Linked DNA regions of Zea mays: region 2 is linked to region 1. A link is a contact called in public Hi-C data. All regions are on one chromosome and are shown on one strand. Each heading gives the region's core, a stretch centred on a gene start, on an enhancer-like site or on the middle of the called end of the contact. The rest is flanking DNA. Distances are from core to core; before and after follow the strand shown.

Region 1 (3,185 bases), core at 385-2,884:
CATCTTTATCTCTAACAATTAGTGCACACGTACGGTCCGGGTCCGGCATTAGTATTGTTACCGATTAAAAGTGTGTTAATATTGGAGGGCAGGAAAAGAGGAACACTTTCCCTGCCTCGATAATAAAACACACACAGCTAGCTCTAGGTCAGACGTTAACGTCGCATATGCAACGCAACAAGCGACATCCGTCCAAGACAAGGGGGCCGGACGATGTAAAAGACGCTGTTTCCGACAACGCTGACTGCGCAGAGAAGATGAGGGCGGGCGATTCGCAGTTCGCCGACAGCGACCTTACCGGTACTCTTTAGCCCCGGTTGAGTACCCGGCGAGTCTACCGCTAGTCAACTCATCAACGGCCGGCAGCTGCCGCGAGCCCGGCAGGCACCGCCGTGGTGTCACGGCCGGCGTAAAAATAATAGTAATGCGGATCAGCGTTGTCGGGACCGGTTTAAGGCGGCGCGCGTGGGTTGGCTGCATGATTAGGGCGCTCGGGTCAACACTGTTGTCGGGTGGGTTAGCGTGAGGGAGAGGGAAAAGCCAAGATGGCATGGCCGGCCTGCTAGCTAGCTGCTGATTATAACCTGGCGATTAGCGGAGCAAGACCTGCTAGTAGCCTAATCGCTCTTAGCTTCGTGTCCTTGTGTATTGTATTAATTATACTCCGTAGATATATAGACGATCATATGGATGGATGGATGCATGCTGCTCGCTCGCTCGCTGCTTCTTCCGGTGGCGTGTATTTGCAGTTGCAGGTAGGGAGGATGTCATGTGACGTACTATTTGTGAGTCGGGGACAGTTGTGCGTCTGATGTTGCCTTGCTTGTGGATTTAGAGCGTCCTATTTCTACGAGTCATCGAGGCATGCTTTCCAATCATTCTTCGACTTAATTATCGGAGAGGGCAGGCACATATGGATTATTGGAGAAAAATATCTATATAGCTTGCTGCACTGAACCTTGATGTTTGGAATATAGTGGTTAATTAATCTGAAAGCTGAAGGTCCACCCCAATAAAAGAAACACTACTAGCTACAATAAGCTCCTCTTAGCTTATGCACGCAACTCTTCTCTACTCAGGGGCAGTGTCAACGCTATTATGGAAGCCCCAGACCCTTTTAAAAGCACAAAGAACAGCGTCGTCAGTCGCATGCACATCGGCCTCTCGGAGATGGATGATGAAGAAAGAGATGAGCCCGACTGCCGCATGGTTTCAGGTTAGAGGCACGCACGCACGCACGCAGGTGTTATGCTGGTTTGGAGACAAATCATCATTGGAGCAGAAAAAAAAAGGCAAGCGACAGAAGAATGATCCGGAACACACGGGAACTCTTTCAAGATAGATAGATGGGTGTGGTGTAGAGTAGAGAAACTACTGCTATCAAACGGATAAGCATATCGGGTTGCATGGCAGCGATAGTTGCCTGACAGAGAACAGCGATACGGCTGTCTGACCACAGAGCAGCAAGATAGCTACCGCTCACAGAGTCACGCTCACGGATCTAGAAGAAGCTGCTCTCTCGTCAGCCAAGCAGCCTCGGTTTGTTCTTGTGAGAAAGGGCCGTGTCATGGGCGATAATACAATACGGAGCCCATCTGCCATGCAGCCCGTTTTCTGGCGGCTTCAACCATGCGCGCACCAGCCCAAGCGCGTCGGGCTTCCGGCCCACGCCGGACAGTGTACCCCCCGGACAGCAGGCAGCAGCACGTAACGGCCCTCCTGCGCGTGCAGGCACGGCGACGGCGGCATAAAAAAATCGGCCAATGTCACCGCTGAACACACCCACCTCTTCTACCCTACAAACAACGTAGTTAAACGCAGCAGCTGAACAAACCAAATAGTGCTCTTCTTCGCCTTCTTGCATTTGCGGATGAGATCAAGAATTTGCAGTTGTCGCCTGACAAGCTCTTTGTTGTGCTGCGTCGTCTGCACAAGGTACTAGTACAACGCTGAATTCTTTCCCACAGGACCCCGACCCCGGAGATTTTCGAAGCACAACATACCAACTTAGGGCTTGTTCGTTTCGTCGTTAATCCATGTGGATTGAGTGGTATTGAATCGGATTAAATCCATAACAAGTCAAAATCTATTCCAATCCATCCCAATACACACAAATCCACATGGAATTGAAACAACCGAACAAGGCCTTAGCTTGGTTTATTCTTTCAGGCTTGTTCGTTTTGCTATTAACCCATGTGAATTGAGTAGGATTGAGTTGGTTTAAATCCGTCTCAATCCTGTCCAATACACTCCAATCCATATGGATTAGCATAACCGAACAAGGCCTCACGTGGGAGCTTTCGGCATTAGATCTGATAAACAATCCGCATTTCACTAACAAACAAATGGAGAGCTTGCAACCGAGTGAGCTATTAGGGCACCTCTGGGTACAAGAGCACAAAGACCTCATTGATCAGTATATGGAGTGGAGACATATGTGGACTTTTCATGAAGACTTGTGGTTTCATGCCCCAGGACAGGAACCATCATGTTTGGCGGTGCTTCAGCCATTCCTCCAACAGTGTCAGGATTAACTGCCAGTTCAACACAACTTTATTCTAATCAGCAGCACTGGAAAGTGGAAGACCCTCGGCTTCATAAGGTGGTGAGGCAAACGACAGGGTTATCCTAGCTTATCAGGTGCACTTTGAGAGATCCAGGAAGGTTCAACAACAGTATTGTTGGATCACCCCCTAAGGTGCTGGGGCACAGTTGAGGGAAATTTTTAAAGGATGAATTGGAACTGGTTAGGAGAAGTAAACATGTCACAAAACATCTTTCCAATCCCATGTTCTGCTGCTAGCAATACTTTTTGTATGTTCTTAGCTTCCTATTTGGGCTCTTAATGTTGTGGTTGATATCATCCTCGCACACTTTCACACCACATACATAATAAAAAAGAGGGCCAGTACGCGAGCCAATATTCATCGGTAGACTCATCTCTCATACAAACACCAGGGATATATGATCTAGTCTCTAACGCAGCCAGTGAAGGGAAATATTGTCACCTCCGCTCAACAACCTCACCCTCTTCGATCAAGCAGCGATGCCCTAATGGCTTCTCCATCGAAAAGCGAAGTATAACATGTATTCTACCACATCTAGTGGCTAGAACTAGAGCACCAGCTCGCTTTCCTAGTTCTAAAAACGGTACCATAGCAAGTTTGTGCCTAGGACCTCAACCC
Region 2 (3,185 bases), core at 380-2,879, 140 kb before region 1:
GTAAAGGGCATAATTGTAATTCGTCACAGGCTGCGTCCTGTGTCTATAAATAGATGAACAGTACCCCCGTACTGTTCACACGAACCTGTCATTTGCCTTCACATCACACTTGTATTCTTCAAGACCGAAGGTACATTTGTAATTTGGAGTCATTTACATTCGTTTATAATATTGAAAATGGAAATGATTTTATGATAACATTTAAGTATTTTCATATCTCATGATTTATATGAATGCTTCGTTCCTCATTGTCACGCTTACGAAGCTACGTCCTTCGTAACCTTCGTCCGAGATGCTTTATATTCCAAAGGGATATAATGTTATGGAGGACGAAGGACTTTTACACTTAACATTTTCTATGTTGCCTTGTTCTTAATTCTTAGCATTTGAGAACAAGTCCCCAACAGGAACGATAGTCGAATGAAATTTGTTAGGGTGAGTGGAATATGTTCCTTTTATATTCATAAGATTCATTCCAGTTACATAATAATAAATTGGTGTTTTGTTCTCTTATGTCTTATGTGTAGGATGCAAAGATTTTTCGGAGGAACTTTATTATCGAGCTGTTAAGGGCCCCTTTGGTAGGGCTTATTTTTCAGCTTCGGCTCTGGCTCATGCAAAAGTTGTGCCAAACACCTCTTTTTCAAATGGCTTCACCAGTCATGAGCCAAAAAAGTGGCTCACCCGGCTTCAGCTCACGTCATTTTTGCACAATAGCCCTCCCACCAGTCCAAATTATTTTTTTTGGTCCTGCCCTCAATCCCTAGCCACGCACAATAGCCCTCCCACCAGTCCAAACTATACAAGGGTCTTTCTGAAAAACAACCTATAAGCCGTTTTGCCAAATGATTTTTCAGAATGGCTTTGGCTCATCTAAAGAAGTGGCTTCACCTCGTGAGCCAGAGCCAAAGCCGTTTTTGGAGAAGCCAGAGCCCTGCCAAAGGGGCCCTAAGTTACGAGGATAATTCGTGCAGATATGTCATCCATACAAACATACAACAGAGAGTTAACAATATTGTTAAAAAGATTAGCTTAGTGTACAAGGTGTCAACATAATTGGTTATGATTAAGCATTATATATTTACTCTTTAAAAATTATTTGTGCGATTCTATTTCAATCTATTTGAGTAGACATATTTATATCGTTCAGTATCTATGTTTAATCACGGATTTTGTCATCACTATTGTACTCACGCTGTCCGTCGTCAGGGCCCTAAGTCCATTGAAGGGTCGCAATTTGTGTTCCGTGGTATCGTACGAGCACGTTCCTAGTGTATAAATAAGTACACAATCAATTAATAAATTTAACACTGTTTTCTTAACACTATTCATCATCTTAAACAATCTTGATTTCAACAGTGTTTTACACTTTTACCTATATAAATTAGAGCTACGGCACTCCGAGTCCGGAAAGCGAACAACCGGAGAACCATCAGATCATGCTCGACGAGAGCCGCAGTCAGTCAGACACAGGCTGTGTCACACACACAGCACTTCCCAACGAATCCCGTCCGTACGATCAAAAAAGAGCGATATCTGATGAGACAGTCGTGGTGGTGTTGCTGGTGGACCCGTTCAAAACCGCCCAGCTCAGCACAGCGGGTAGTCGACTCCGTTTCGCTTCCCCTTCCATTCCTCTTCTCTCCCCCGGCCTTTTCCCCTTCTCTTCCCTCGTTCGAAGAAGCTCGCAGCAGCCGCCTAATCCAGCGGCAGTTGAGGATGGCGGCGGCGCCGCCGCCGCCGCCGGACGGGCAGGAGAAGGTGATCGCGGCGGCGCAGCACATCGTCAAGTCGCTCGCGAACTCCAAGAACGCCGCCGACGACATGATCCGCATCCTCTCTCGCTTCGACAACCGCTTCTCGCTCATGTCCGACCTCTTCCCTCCTCCCCCTACCGCCGTCGATTCCATACTGGAGGCGGACGAGGGGACCTCTCAGGGGGAAGGGGACGAGCCCGATCTCGACCCCGAAGGCGACGCGGCGGCCCGCGCCGAGGCGGAGTGGGACGCGGCGGCCGAGGTGGTTGAGCGCTGGGAGTCCCCCACCGCCGACGCGCTGGTGTTCGACTCGCGGGAGGGCGAGGAGTACCTCGCCGCGGCCGCCTGCCTCACGGGCGCGCCGGGCCCGCGCGCCGAGGCCGCGCTGCAGACCGCCATGGCGCGGCTCGAGGACGAGTTCCGCCACCTGCTCATCCGCGGCGCGCCGCCACTTGCCGCGGAGGACCTCCAGGTCTCGCTCCTCCGCCGACTCTCGCTCACGGTACCCTCCTTCAACTCCTCCGCCGTAGACCTAGACTGCCCCTCCTTTGCCCAACACCACGCCGCCGTCGCCGCCGAGGGGGTAAACGAGCAGCAGGGCGGCAGGAGTTCCGCCTCCGACGACGAGATCTCGCCCTACCTCATCGCCCCGGACACCGTCAGCGTCCTCAGGGACATCGCCGACGTCATGCTGCGCGCCGGCTACGCGCCCGAGCTGTGCCAGGTATACGGGGAGGTGCGCCGGGACACGCTCATGGAATGCCTTGCCGTGCTCGGGGTCGACAAGATGAGCCTCGAGGAGGTGCAGCGGGTGGAGTGGGGCGTGCTTGACGGCAAGATGAGGAAGTGGATCCAGGCGCTCAAGGTCGTCGTCCGGGGCCTCCTTGCTGAGGAGCGCCGTATCTGCAGGCAGATCCTTTCGCCGGACATGAACACTGAGGAGGAGTGCTTCACTCAGGCGGCCAAGGGTTGTGTCCTGCAGATGCTGAACTTTGGTGACGCCATTGCGATTGGGAAGAGGTCCACCGAGAAGCTGTTCCGCATCCTTGGTATGTATGAGGCGCTCGCTGAGGTGCTGCCAGAGCTTGAGGGTTTGTTCTCGGGTGATGCAAAGAATTTCATCAAGGAGGAGGCCGAGGGAATACTCTTGCGGCTTGGGGATGCAGTGTGTGGCACGATCGAAGAGTTTGCTAATGACATACAGGGAGATACTTCTCGGAGAGCACTGCCTGGTGGGGAGATCCATCCCCTTACCCGCTATGTCATGAACTATGTGTGGCTGCTTGCAGACTACAATGCCTCGCTAAATAAGCTTCTGGAATGTTGGGATACTGAGCTGACCGGGGTTGATAATCCAAACATGACTCCATTGGGGCACTGCGTGCTCATGCTGATCACACACCTACAGTGCAAGATCAATGAGAAATC

What was found. Hi-C and Micro-C count contacts between places; a contact is called where the count stands out from the background.
Region 2: a Hi-C map of ear shows a contact between it and region 1, with 2.7 times the contacts expected there. The contact joins the promoter of LOC100274743 here to the enhancer-like site in region 1. A contact is called at or near these places in 2 of 25 Hi-C or Micro-C datasets (ear and leaf).

Annotation. Positions count from the first base shown.
Region 1 is chr3:161,984,845-161,988,029 of Zm-B73-REFERENCE-NAM-5.0, reverse strand. No RefSeq gene overlaps it. Among protein-coding and RNA genes, the nearest start is that of LOC100273107, 17 kb to the left of the region's middle. Within about 2 kb of position 1,634, at least 19 of the 20 cell types and tissues checked have an H3K27ac peak or open chromatin away from gene starts, as enhancers often do. A contact at or near this core is called in ear and leaf, where this site is marked.
Region 2 is chr3:162,128,911-162,132,095 of Zm-B73-REFERENCE-NAM-5.0, reverse strand. LOC100274743 reads left to right here and starts at 1,629. Exons shown (of 2, transcript NM_001360650.1): 1 at 1,629-3,185. The coding sequence starts at 1,720.